2 separate regions of the Mus musculus genome follow, and region 2 is linked to region 1. Evidence: chromatin contacts called from public promoter capture Hi-C data. All regions are on one chromosome and are shown on one strand. Each heading gives the region's core, a stretch centred on a gene start, on an enhancer-like site or on the middle of the called end of the contact. The rest is flanking DNA. Distances are from core to core; before and after follow the strand shown.

Region 1 (6,771 bases), core at 2,516-5,015:
TTAACAATACTCTGAAATATCCACCCTTTCTCTTTTTTCTCTCCTCTTCTGTCTTTTCTTCTCTCTTCCTCTTACTCTTTTTCCTAATCTAATGTCTGAAGTGCCCCCCAAGTCCCTGTTTAAGATTTAAACTCTACAGAAACAGGAACTGAGCATCCTCAGGGTACCAGGACCAACCAGCAACAGTGACCACAATAAACGTATTTCCAAAGTTGTTAATGTCAACCTTTAACTTTGTGCTGCCCAAAATAGAGACAGACCAAGGAAAGAAACCAAAACCAAAGATACTTCACTCATCTGGCTTACCTGCAAAGAGGTTCTACAAGGTCCCTTTCAAGAAAGTCATGGTCTTTTTTGACGGCCGCAATGTTGATGGGGAACTGCGAATCTGAGAGAGAAAGGAGAAGACAGAGGCTTATGCCTTTGGCTGCATGAACTCAGGCCATCAGGTTCTGCACAAATCACCATTCTTAATTCCTAAATCTTAAATCACAGTTACTGCTTATTGTTATTGCTGACAGCATTTAAAAATAGCACAGATTATTATTATTATTCACAGAAAATGCTCTTGAGAGTGCAGTGTAAGTGCAAACTATGAAAACAAGCATCTTAACCTTGGGCAGGATTGCATGCCAAGGGCCCTTTAAGCCCATCCTTATCTGACATTCCTCAGGAGGACATGAAGAACAGCTCCTGCATTCTTCCTATTCACCACAGGACAGATGACTTCATAGAATTCTTAGTTTAGCAAACGTTTTTTCCTTCAAAAAGGACATTTCCAAAAACAGCCCAAGTTTAATAGTCCCAGATCTGATTTCCTTCCTTCCTTCCTTCCTTCCTTCCTTCCTTCCTTCCTTCCTTCCTTCCTTCCTTCCTTCCTTCCTTCCTCTTTCCCCCCTCCCTCCCTTTCTCCCTTTCTTCTTTTGGTAGCAAAATTTTCAGTCATCTTGAAGTCCCTGAATTGATGCCACAAAAGAAGAGATTCCTAGCCCATGACTGTTCCCCAAAAGAGGACTCATGCCAACTGGGGTGGTAACTGTCAAAATCCGGAATATGGCTTTCATTTTAGGTCCCTCTTTTACATAGGAAAACCTCTTGCTATCACTTGACATAATGGCCCAAGGTCAACTTTCATGTTGGTCACTGGGACAGCCATGGCTTCCTCTTTTGTATGCCCCATGTCTTCCCAGTTAAAATGAAGCTAACGTTTCTAAATCCTCCTCTGGGTTGGAAGCAGACACTTCCCCCCATCCTGGGCACACATCTTTTTCTCTTTAGAGCATAGGCTACACAGTAAAAGTTTAAACATACTGGCATATTTACTTAGCTGTAGACATTCCAATTGGAAGACATAACCCTTGCCTTTATAAAAAAGAATCCACTCAAGTGGATGAACTCAAAGTATTTCCCAGTGACTGAATCTCTCATGGTCCCCAGTGAACGGCACCTCACTCTCCTGTCACGTGATTATACATCACAGCGAGAAACCCAGAAACAGGAGCCCAGGTGGCTGGAGAGATGGCTCAGTGGTTGAGAGCACTGATTGCTCTTCCAGGGGATCTGAGTTCAATTCCCAGCAACCACATAGTGGCTCACAACCATCTGTAATGGGGTCTGGTGCCCTCTTCTGGTGTGTCTGAAGAGAGCAATGGTGGGGTATTCATATGCATACAATAGACAAATAAATCTTAAAGAAACAAAAACAAAAACAGGAGCCCAGGGACTCTAGTTTTAAGTATACACTACTTCTTTGCTGCGTTGCTCTGGGCAAGTAACATTCCCTCAACTGTAAAGTAAGTATCACAGTCATGAAGGCTACTTTACGGCAGAAGTGTGAGTATTCACTGAATATTGGTTTTTGAATAATAGCAGTTACAGAGCAAGCTCTGCTGTTTTCATTATATTTATGTGATATATATATGTGTGTGTGTGTATGTATATATATATATATATATATATATATATATATATATATATATATATATGTATACCATGTAGCATGTACATGTTTCTGAGCTATAGCACATCTTAGATACTTATGGACTGCTCACATTAAATCTCATAGTACCTATAGCATCATATGTATATGTATATATGATTCATCAAGAATCAGAAAGGCTGGGATTTTTTAATTTCCCATCCATCCATGTAAGGACAGCGAGCTGCTTGTTTTTCTTTTGTCTGGACACAGAGACATGTCTGGGAAGAAGAAATCTTAACTGAGAAATTTCCTCCATGCTATTGGCCTGCAGACAAATATGTGGGATATTATCTTGATTAATGATTGATGTGGGAGGTTCCCACTCACTGTGGGTGGGGCCACCCCTGTGCTAGTGGTCCTGGGTGCTATAAGAAAGCAGGCTGGGCAAGCCACAAAGAGCAAGCCAATAAACAGCATCCCTCCTTGGCCTCTGGATCCATTCCTGCCTCCAGGTTCCTGCCCTGCCTTCCCTCAGGGAAGGAGTGTGGCCTGAGAGCTGTAAGCTGAAACAACCATTTCCTTATTTGGGTCATGGTGTTTGTCACAATAGCAGAAACTCTAACTAGGACGAGATCGCTTAATGTCCTGGGCTTTCCCTTCCTAATTAGTAAATTGCTGGTAGAGAATAGGAGTTGGGGATTGTTTAGATTTAAACTATAGCAATCAATCAATCAATCAATCAATCAATCCTTTTCCTTCCTTTCCTTCCTTTCCTTCCTTTCCTTCCTTCCTTTCCTTCCTTTCCTTCCTTCCTTCCTTTCCTTCCTTTCCTTCCTTTCCTTCCTTCCTTTCCTTCCTTTCCTTCCTTTCCTTCCTTTCCTTCCTTTCCTTCCTTCCTTTCCTTCCTTTCCTTCCTTTCCTTCCTTTCCTTCCTTCCTTTCCTTCCTTTCCTTCCTTTCCTTCCTTTCCTTCCTTTCCTTCCTTTCCCTCCCTCCCTCCCTCCAGGCAGGGTCTCAGTTGTCAGTTCTCTCTGTGAAAAACGGAGAAAGGCTCACATACCTTCATACAGCTGAGCGTACTGCGGGAACCCGGCAGCTCGGAGCCAGTCACATGCTTCCTTCGCCTCAATTTCTAAAACATACAAGAAAAAGAACATCGTGAGTGTGACAACCTCAGTCGTTCTGGTGTGTTCCGTGCAAGTCATTACAAGGCGAAAGTCAGTCTACCCAGAAGGAGGATGCAGAGACTGTGCAGGCCACATGAAGCACCGTTCTGTGTGTGCTTGGGTTATCTTCCTTGTGGAGCCATAGTTATGGATGATAACCAACCTCCCAGGGCAGAACACAAAGGCTGAGTGTCCCCTAGGGAAAAATACCATCTTTATGTACCAAGGAACTAGGTGACTAGGGAGGAAAAGAATGGCTTATTATAATAATTATAATCCTCTTTTTAATGGGTCCTTTACAATTTTCCAAGATAAGCCTGAGATTATTTATTTAGCTTTACTTTAACTCTCCCATTCAGGATCAAAAAATACAATGGAGTAGTCTATTTTCTCACAAACGGAGGCATTACAAAAATCCAGTCTTACCGATGGTTTTAATTCCCAGTGCACTGCATGAAGATACTCATTGGTCAAGAATATTGGACTGATTTCAAACTCAGAGTGCAGAGGTAAGAGGACCCTGAGGCCTGAGTCTAATGGAGCTGCCAGAATGGAGAGGGCCGCACCCAAGAGGCTGGTGGGTCCTTTGGGTGAGAATTTGTGGGATGGATACACCAGCAACCCTCCCTAAGGGAATCTGGGGTGAGATGGGCGGAGGGACCGTGTGTAAACCAGGCCATTCTCTGACCTTGTGAATTCTGGATTATTTCTCAACCACCACACTCTTAGATAAACATCAGCCTAGGGAAAAGAAGTCCATCTGTCAAAAGTTCAGCTTCTCCAAATAGAAGTAAAAAGCCCAGGGAAATATCCCAACCAAAGCTCTCCTAGACCACGGGGTGCTCCGTCAGTGAGTTTCCGCTTGTTTTCCTCTGCAGACAAAACTTCCAGTAAAGACCTTTCTTGAATCCTTTGCACAAAACCCATCTAACATGGGCCACAGGCCTGAGACTGGGCCCTCTCACAATAAAGGCTCATCATGTTTGACGTGACAAATCCATTTAATTTATATTAAGAAAACAAACCAAAGGCCAGATCTTAGCCCCTAAAGATGTGCTTCCTTCTGTCAGTATCCCTAATCTGTTCCCACAACAGGGACAGAAAACCTTCAAGTTCTGGTTTTTGTCTGAGTTGAGAAGTTTCTGCTAATTCTGACCAGCATGGATTGCGTATTCATCTCCAGTTTCAAGCTGCAGACCGGCTGCCTAGTTCAGCATGAAACAGAGGGCCGACATGAGAAAACAGTCTGGATTTCCAGACTCGCTTAATTTAAGCTCAGTTATATGAGTGGGTAAGGAATCAAAGAATCCTACATTTTCTAGTGAATCATAGCAATCCTATGCATTTTTCTGTTTTACTTTTGTTTGTGCTATGATTAAATCATAGCTTCAAGCAAGAAAGTACCAGAGAACCAGCAAATGAAGACACAGGGAGACCTACAAGTTAGGTGCTTTACAGCATACAGGGATTTGGAGGGAATTGGGAATTCAGGTAAACATAGGACATTAAACCCCTGGAACTAAATGATAGCAAGATGTGGGGAAATTAGAGAGCCAGGGATCTGTCTAGAAAAATCTCTGGGACTGAGAACTATGGCCAGGAGGAGGGATGGGCAGAGGCAAGGTAGAGAGATTCCACATAAAGTTTCTCCAAACCACTTTATTTTCCCCCAGTAGGAACATTGATAATGAACTGAAATACCATTCATACACAAACACAAATAGTCAAACCTTAATTAGAACCAGTCTCTGTTAGCCATTCAAATGAACTATGCTTTTAACCCTCTTATGACAAGGTTTAAGGTTTCATACTCAAATCACTGAATTGCAAGGAGTAAATGATAGCAAACTAGAAACTGCCACTCACCAAGCCACAGTGAGAAGGTCTTTTAGACAGTTGCTCTTCATACACAGCTGCCTTTCTGTTTGCCTAAATGTCTACCAAACACTCACTGTCCCTTTGCATTCTCCAGTAAGATTCATTCAGTAAGACACTTTCCTACTGGAGGACTTCTTTGGTTATAAGGACACATAAGGTTTAAAATGAGAGTATAGAAAGGACACTGCATTATGGTTGGATGGGAATCGTGCCTTAAGGGATCATGAATGTTTGGTCACCACATGGTGGTGGTGTTTTGGAAGGTGGTAGAACCTTAGGAGGTGGTACCGAGCTGCAGGGGGTGGGTCCCTGGGGGATGGGTGGGTGGGGTTGGCACTAGGGTTATAGGTCAGCCTCTTTTCCATTGACCTCTGTGTTCCCCAGACTGTCTCGATATGAGCAGGCCTTTCTCCGCCGTGCCGAACCGGATCACCTCAAACTGTGAGGCCAAGCAGATCTCTAAAATTCATTCTTTCAGGAATTTTGTCACTATGGTGAGATGAGTTACTAATATGTTAGACAAGTGGAAACTGGGAGAGCAGGGAGAGTTACAATCTATCAAGAGACAAAGGTCATTATGTAATGATAAAGGATTCAATTCATCTAAAGGGCATAACAGCTTTGTATATGCACCCAGTTTCAGGCAGCTTGGCAGGAAAATATGAGGAGAGCAGAAGGGAGTGTGGCTGCTGGCCTAAAATCTTGACATCTCAATCAAAGAGCAAAACAAACCCACCAACCATCAACAAAGCTATATATCTTTGTTGTATAATTCCCACCATGAAATTTCACTTTGACCATTGAGCTGAGTTGGAGAGGCACCTTACAATGTCTGTGGCTCACCCACTGTTCCTTCTAATGCCTATCAGACAAACGCTATTTCCCCAGGGCCTTCACAGTGGCCAAAACACAGGAAAATTAGAAGGGAGTCATATTGCCAGTGCCATTTCACAAGGCTCTATCTAATGGGATTTAAATGACACTTGATGAAGAAAGCCGTGGGCATTTATTCTTTAATGTGCTCTTAGTAACCATCAATGTATTATGCAAAATCATTTTGTGCCATTAAAATCACATCGGGCTATTCTGTTTGTTCCCATTTTCAGCCCTCACCTCTCCTTGTAGCAGCTCCAGGAATGGGTCAACTCATAGAAGCTCTCTTGCTGAAAACACAAGATATGTGGGGGTGGGACCCAAGAATGCCAGTGGAAAAAAGGGCCCACAGACCTCAACATTGGACTAGAGATGTACCCTTTTACCTGCAGGGATATGACCCAAGAGTCCCAATGGATGCTGAAATTCAGATTGTAGTCTAAACCCAGTATATGCCATGACTTTTGATTCAATAACCGAGATGGCTTCCAAGGGACTACCAGACAGGTAACACATACGTTGTTGCCCATGTGGGACAGTAAGGCGATTCCCCCCACCCAGGGCGATACAGTGGGACCTATAGCACTATGTGAGATTTCACTGTGCTCCCAGGACTCCTGAGTTATTTCTGTTATTTTTGATGATGTTGTTCAGTGGTTTATGAAGTAGACCTCAGGTACCTGATGTTATGGAAAGAGAAATCAAAAGGATTATTGTTCTTTGCTGGGGAGAATGTAGTCCATTTGGCCAGGTATCATGGCAGGACTTTTACAGAATTAAGTAAGGAGTGTGTGTGTTAATATGGGTGTGCACATGTTCAAGTGTGCAGTGTGTGCAGATACCCACACACAAGTGTGAGAATGTGGGGGTCTAAGGTTGACCTTTCTTTGTTGCTGTCCACCTGTTGCTTGAGACAATGTCTGTCTCTCTCACT
Region 2 (6,771 bases), core at 2,375-4,874, 300 kb after region 1:
CTTTACATATGACTTGATGCTGTCACTACTTTGGGCCAATGGGTGCCAGCAGTTTAGAGTCCGTGTCAATTTAAGAAGTTGAGCCCTGGATTGGTTTAAGATAGAGGAGTATAATCAAAATAGCTCTGAAGCCCAAGGATCCATAAGTCTAGGACTTTTAAGGATCTGCACACATGTGAAATAAGCAAATCGGAAACAGCCACAGTAGAGGGTGGCCACAAGGAGGTTTCTCTCTTTGTGTTGAGTGCCCAAGTAGAGGCATATGATTTCAATTTTGAACATTTCTATGTGGGCTTCATGGGGAGGCTGAAGATGCTCCCTAAACATCAAGAGCCCATTGAGATAATGTATTAATTTCATACCACCGGTTCTAGTCTGATGACAAATCTAAAAGAGTGCCTTGCAAAGGCCAAAATATACTTCTTACATTTCTAAAAATTTATTGGATTCTCATGGGTAACTCACCTAAGTTATTTTCTTTTGAGCTCAGACCTGTGTGTTCTGAGTGATTTCATAATCTGCAATTTAAAAGTTGGGAAGAAATTCACCAGTAGAAAGAGTTAGAATACAAAGAGATGGTATATCTAGAGTGTGTGGATTTTTATAAGGACTAAAAATGTAAGACAGTCTTAAAATTAAATACATTAAAATAGGTCAATTAAAAATGTCAAGTATAATTTTGAGAAATGAATAAAATTGAATTAAAAATTAAATTGGGAGCAAGGGAGATTGTGGAGAGCCGTGCCGTGAGCAATCGCATGTGTGCCGTGAGCAATCGCCATTATAAGATGGCGCTGGCTTCCACTGTGCCTAACTAGTAAACAAGCCTTATGCGCAAATGCAAGAGTGAACTCACGCCTAGTCACTGCCCATCTCGAGGCGTAGTAATGGGGTGATGGGCGAGCAACGAATCAGGAGCTGTCATGCCACATCAGGTGCTGAAACGTCACGCTGCGGGCTATATAAGCAGCGCCATTTTCCCGGTTCGGGGTCTTCCTGAGAAGCAAGCAATAAAGCTTGGCCACAGAAGATTCCGGTTGTCCTGAGTGTGTTCTTGCCGGCGGGGACAAAAGCTTGGGATAGGAGATATCTCCACAGGTGAAGTACTTGACACACAAGAATGAGGACCAGAGTTCAGGATACCAGAAACCATGCAACTGTTGGGAGAGTATAGAGTCCTGCCTGTAATCTCTGTGCTTTTGTCAGAGACAGGGAACCCCAGGCTATCAAGGTTATCAGGATCAGTTCTGAGTTTAAGCAAGAGAACCTGCCTCAACATACATTGTGAAGAATGATGGAGGAAGACATCAGGTATTAATCTCTGGCCTCTATATGCACATACACACACATGTGTGAACACACACCCATATACACACACCACATACATACATCATATACGTCTATGAAAGCCATAGAAGGATGAATATAAATTGGCAGATTAATCAACTCTGAGCTGAGAAGAGAATTTGTGAATGGAAGAGTGTGTCACTGTGCCTAACTCTGAGGATCAAATTCAGATCCTCCCATTGGAACAGCAAACAGGTTATCCACAAAGATAACCCTCTAGGCTCATAAATTCTCAAATATACATATATATGCATACATATGCATACATAATACAGTGCATACCAACTATGAGGAAAAGATACACACATGTGTGATGGTGAAATAAAAGAACATCAAAGTCAAGAGCTTTTCTGCAAACACAGAAAAAAGCCAACTGTAAACATTCAACAACAGAGCTCTCCCAAGCCATAGCAGAGTCCAGGAAGGAGCATAACTCAGTGACGGTAAAAATCAGCTCTGCACAAACCTAGGATTCTCCTTTGAACTAAAGAGGAATATGCAAATAAAGGCAAAACATAGATACATTCAGACAAAAGTAGTGAGTTCAACTCTTGCTCAAATATATACCAGTCCAGCAATTTACAGAGAACAAAAACAAACAAACAAAAAACCAAAACTGAATCCAGAATATAGAAGACTCAAGAAAATAGCAAGAAAAAAGTTGATAATCAAAATGTTGGGGGAAGCCTTAGGTGAATTGATTTGAAGACCAGCATAAGCAGATGGTGCTGTTAATAATGACAGTCTCCTGGGTGCTATAGAACTAAAGAGATGCATGTGAAAGATCTTACTGAAGTAACACAGCAAAGCTGACAATAAAACATCCAGGGTGCTGGTAGATGCATGTAAGAAGCCCAGTTCTAGGAAGGCATAAACAGGATGATTGAAAGTTGAGGGTCAGCTCTCAAGACAAAACAAAATCAAGTGACATGAAAATTCTGTCAGCCATAAGTTATTTTTAGTGAAAAGGATGCTATTAGAGTTAACGAGATAATTCAGTAGAAGAAAAAAAATTTAAAATTCTAAGTTCCTATATAAATCCTCTTAATATAGAAAACAGAAATTGACAGAGCAATTGAAGGCACACAATCATAATGAAATGTGCATAACTCATACAGATCAAGAACATGAAAAGATTCATAAATGTGCATTCAGGTGATGACAAAGTGGGTCAATTAAGTAGTATGTTGAACTTAGAAGGAATATATTATATTCAAGTACAAATAGTTCACTGCTAAAAATAGTCCACACACTGAGCCATAAAAAATTCAGTACATATGAAAAAATGACAATATATTTTGACCTGTGTTATAAAATTGAAACCAAAATTTATCCCAAATTTCACAAAGACTGGAAATTTAAAAAGTTCATGGGACTGCTCTTTCAGAGGACCTGTGTTCAATTCCTAGCACCCATACCACGGCTCACAACCGTGTCTAACTCCAGTTCCAGGGATCCAACACCCTCTAAAGGCCTCCTTGAGCACTGTGCACACATAGTGCACATACACACATTTAGGCAAAACACCCATGCACATAAAATAAAAGTAAATCTCAAAACTGCAAGGATAAGTGATCCAGTCACACTGGATTGTTCTGCACTGCCCTCTGATTTCTCTGACCTGTTTGTCCATGCTGAGCCTGTGCTGACTGTGTGCTGCCAGGGTCCTTGGCCATGTTTAAAAGTGAATATCGCTAAGACCTAAGACCTGTGGCCTCGGGCAGAGCTACCAAGAGCTTACCCTGTGGGGTAGTTACATGATCATTTTGGTGACTGCTAGTAAAATCCAGCTGTTGTTTGTTTTTGTTTTTTGTCTATTTACTTTTTGTTCTGCATTTTGCTTTTTCTCCCCTGTGAATCAAGACACAAGCAAGGTCAAAGGCAGTCAGTTTGTCTATCCTAGGCTGTTACATAAGAGCTGTAGCCGGAAGGACTCTTTGCTGGCTCACCAACCACAGAGGGGAGTCATTTAGGCTAATGTCATTGAAAGGACAGCGTGGTCTCTAAGACTTGTAGAGTTCTGGAGACAAGCAGGAAACTAAGAAAAGGCATGCTTGCTTCCCCTCCACCCACTGCCCTTTTGTGGGTGAGCTTTGGGTGAATCCACAATGTCCCCAGAGCTCTAGCAGGAGGGATGGCGTTGTGAAGGGGGAGAGTGGCTGGTTCCCAGTATAATTGATGTGGGTTTCCTGCAGCATTCGTTGGTTCAGGGTATCCACTTTCCCTCACATAATCTTCCATTGTTCTCCCTGGTTCCTGTTTGATTTGGCAGGACTGACTGCTGGCTGTGCACTCCAATGCTCCTCATTCCGCTGTGCTAGACTCAGCTGAAATCCTTGCCTCCCCTCAAAGAAGCCAAATGCATCATGAACAGTGACATTTCTGCTAGCCAGGAAAACATAAAGAAATCCCAGTGAAGCAAGAAGGTAGACAAAATTCTTTCCAGCATTTGAACAAAAAGGGTAATTGTTTTTGTTGTTTTTGTTCATCTAAGTTTTATGGAAGTCGATTATCCAACTCTCTGCTGGACTTTCAAACCTCCTTTTCTCTGTCCTACATAATTTAAACACACTATAAATACCCTTAGCTACTCTGAGGGCGGGCCCATATTTGCAAGGCAACCACGGTTTGAGATATTGTTGAATTTGAAAGGCAGCACTTCCTTGTCCGGCACATAAACTCCAATGAAGGTTATGATGAGTGTGCTGGTGGTGGCCACGTTTGACAGCCAGACAAGCAGCTCATTTATTCCAAAAGACTTTGAATCCATGCCCAGAGTCAAATGTAGACTCTTTTTTTAAAACTCAGGAGGCTTGAAATAAGAAAGTTAACTGACTCACAGTGCCCTTCTTGTTAGGGAGTAGGAAGGCTTCAGAATGGAGAGAGGGCTAAAGTGTTTGAACCTGTCCGATGGCTTCTTTATGGGGTTCAGCCATGGTATTTCCTAGCTTGTCTTGTGTGAAAGTCTATATTGCTTGTTGAAGGTTGAAAATATCATCTCTTTATGAAAATCCCCAATCCTGGGAAGAAAATATAGAATGAAAAAATAAAATGGGATATAGGAAGCCTGTGGAATAGGACTTTAAAAACCCCTGTGCATCACTGAATCAGTAAATGAGCTAACAAGAGAGTTTTGTGGCCACCAAGGACCCCCTCCATGTCCCTGCTTCCCTCAATGATAGACATAACCTGTAAGTTGAAGTAAAACCTGTCTTCCCAAGTCACTGTTTGGTCATGGTGTTTATCACAGGAACGGACAGCAAACTGTTAAAAGTGCATGCTATATATTATAAGCCTAGTCAAAAGCTGGAGGCTGGAGAGATCACAGACCTTAGAAGCCATTCATTATTACTGTTTTGCTAAGTAGACGGTCCCATTGCCTCCTAAACACTCATGTTCATATGCATTGATTAGTGATACTCTCACCCTGAATCAGGGTGGCTTATGGCAAATAGGAGGTAGTTAATGCAGAGGCTCACACCTGGTCAAAGTGTCCAGAAGTGTTACAGAAGAACAGGTCAATAAGAACCTAAGAGCCAGAGGCTAGAGATGCCTGCGTTTGAAAAGATGACTTCTGGACAAGACCTGGCTGTTATAGTCATAAACTCGTTATGGAAGGTGGAGGAGTGTTCCTGAGACACTACTGACAGTAAATCCCTCCCCGAGGGGCTACCAAAAGTTAATAGTTGCTGTGGGTAATGCATTGTGCTTCCGGGTGATGTAGCCACCAATGCATTGCCCTTGTTCCAGTAACTATCCTGCCAGCTATACTTATGTAAATTCAATGGCTCACACACAAAAAGAAGACTTCAAATTGGAGGGTACTTGCTGAGGAGTTTAAGCAGGAAGAAGAAAGGGGGTGTGAGGATAGCAGGGAGTGAAATGATTAAAATTGGTTATATATGTATATGAATGCCAAAGAATAAAAAGTAATTTTTAAAAATTCAACAGTGATCCCTTTGAGTGTGTTCTATTGCTCGGCACTAAAGGTATAAACAGATTTTGTTATCAGAAAAAAATGTCTTTGTACTGAATACAGATTCCCAGAATAGTACAGAACAAGGTTGAAGCCAGGCTGTGCCTCCAGGCTGGATAGTGAGAGGAACACCTACCTATTTCCCAGAAGAGCCTTACTGTGCATCCTCTGAGGAAGAGAAACCTTTTACATAAATATGTCGTGAGCCTTGGTGAGGCAGGGCACTGTAAATTCACAGTATCAGAGATGTCATCCTGACACCTATGTGTCACCCTGCACTCACAGAGAAAGGACTTTCGTATGGTCTGTATTTAACCCCGGCTGCAAATAGCTCTGCTGGGAAATGAATTACTTATGAGTTGTTAAGTTCTATTCAGACCGACTAATACTTTATGTAAATCTATGTCTTCCTCAAGCCTTTGATTTCACTCAGGTGATTCTTGATGCTCCCAAATGTTAAGTGAATGAGCTTAATGTTAGTAACACAGTGCCATCATTGATAGTTGCCTTAGTCAGGGTTTCTATTCCTGCACAAGCATCATGACAAAGAAGCAGTTGGGGAGGAAAGGGTTTATTCAGCTTACACTTTCCACATTGCTGTTCATCATCAAGGGAGTCAGGACTGGAACTCAAGTAGGTCAGGAAGTAGGAGCTGATGCAGAGGCCATGGAGGGATGTTTCTTACTGGCTTGCTTTCCCTGGTTTGCTCAGCCTGCTCTCTTATAGAACCCAAGACTGCCAGCCCAGAGATGGTCCCACCCACAAGGGGCCTTTCCCCCTTGATCACTAATTGAGAAAATATCCCACATCTGGATTTCATGGAGGCACTCCCCCAACTGAAGCTCCTTTCTCTGTGATAGCTCCAGTCTGTGTCAAGTTGACTCACAAAACCAGCCAGTACAATAGTAATTCAGTGCCATCATTATTTGTGTATGTGTATTATTTATGATGTGTCATATTATTTAACATTTGCTAGCTCTGTAGAAGAAGCCACACCAAGTATATTAACAATACATTTCTTGCCAGGATTAGATTTGATTTTAAAATGAAGTAGAAGGGATGAAGGAAGAAAGAGGGAAGGAAGGAAGATGGAGAGAGGGGAGTAAACAGGGAGGGAAGGAAGGAGATAAGGAAGGAGAACTTCCTATCATCAGAAAGAGGAAGGCTGGTATGTATAACTGCTCTTTTTCTTTTTATGAAGATCATGGTAGGATGCCACCCACATAGAGAGAGGGTCTTCCCACCTCACTTAATCTAGTCTAGAAACTCTCTCACAGACATGCCCTGAGGCTTATCTCCTAGGTGATTCTAAAGTCAGTCAAGTTGACATTCAACATTAACTATTGAACCACCCCCATTTGAACATTAATGAATACTTTAACTCAAAGAATAAGGAAGGTAAAAAGCAAAAACAAAACAAAACCTACATCCAATGACCAGAGCCCAAG

The links. Capture Hi-C pulls out chosen DNA fragments and counts their contacts.
Region 2: a contact with region 1 is called in a promoter capture Hi-C map of liver. The contact joins two enhancer-like sites. A contact is called at or near these places in 2 of 115 datasets of contacts at active chromatin or transcription factors (embryonic stem cells and epiblast stem cells) and 1 of 9 other capture datasets (liver).

Annotation. Positions count from the first base shown.
Region 1 is chr5:151,092,441-151,099,211 of GRCm38.p6, forward strand. Stard13 (StAR-related lipid transfer (START) domain containing 13) reads right to left here. Exons shown (of 14, transcript NM_146258.2): 2 at 2,981-3,052; 3 at 307-388. Among named protein-coding and RNA genes, the nearest start is that of Stard13, 94 kb to the right of the region's middle. Within about 2 kb of position 3,766, at least 22 of the 459 cell types and tissues checked have an H3K27ac peak or open chromatin away from gene starts, as enhancers often do. A contact at or near this core is called in liver, where this site is marked.
Region 2 is chr5:151,390,872-151,397,642 of GRCm38.p6, forward strand. All of the region lies in intron 2 of 1700028E10Rik (RIKEN cDNA 1700028E10 gene), which reads left to right. It also overlaps a transcript of Stard13 not described here. Among named protein-coding and RNA genes, the nearest start is that of Gm3704, 12 kb to the right of the region's middle. Within about 2 kb of position 3,625, at least 74 of the 459 cell types and tissues checked have an H3K27ac peak or open chromatin away from gene starts, as enhancers often do. A contact at or near this core is called in liver, where this site is marked.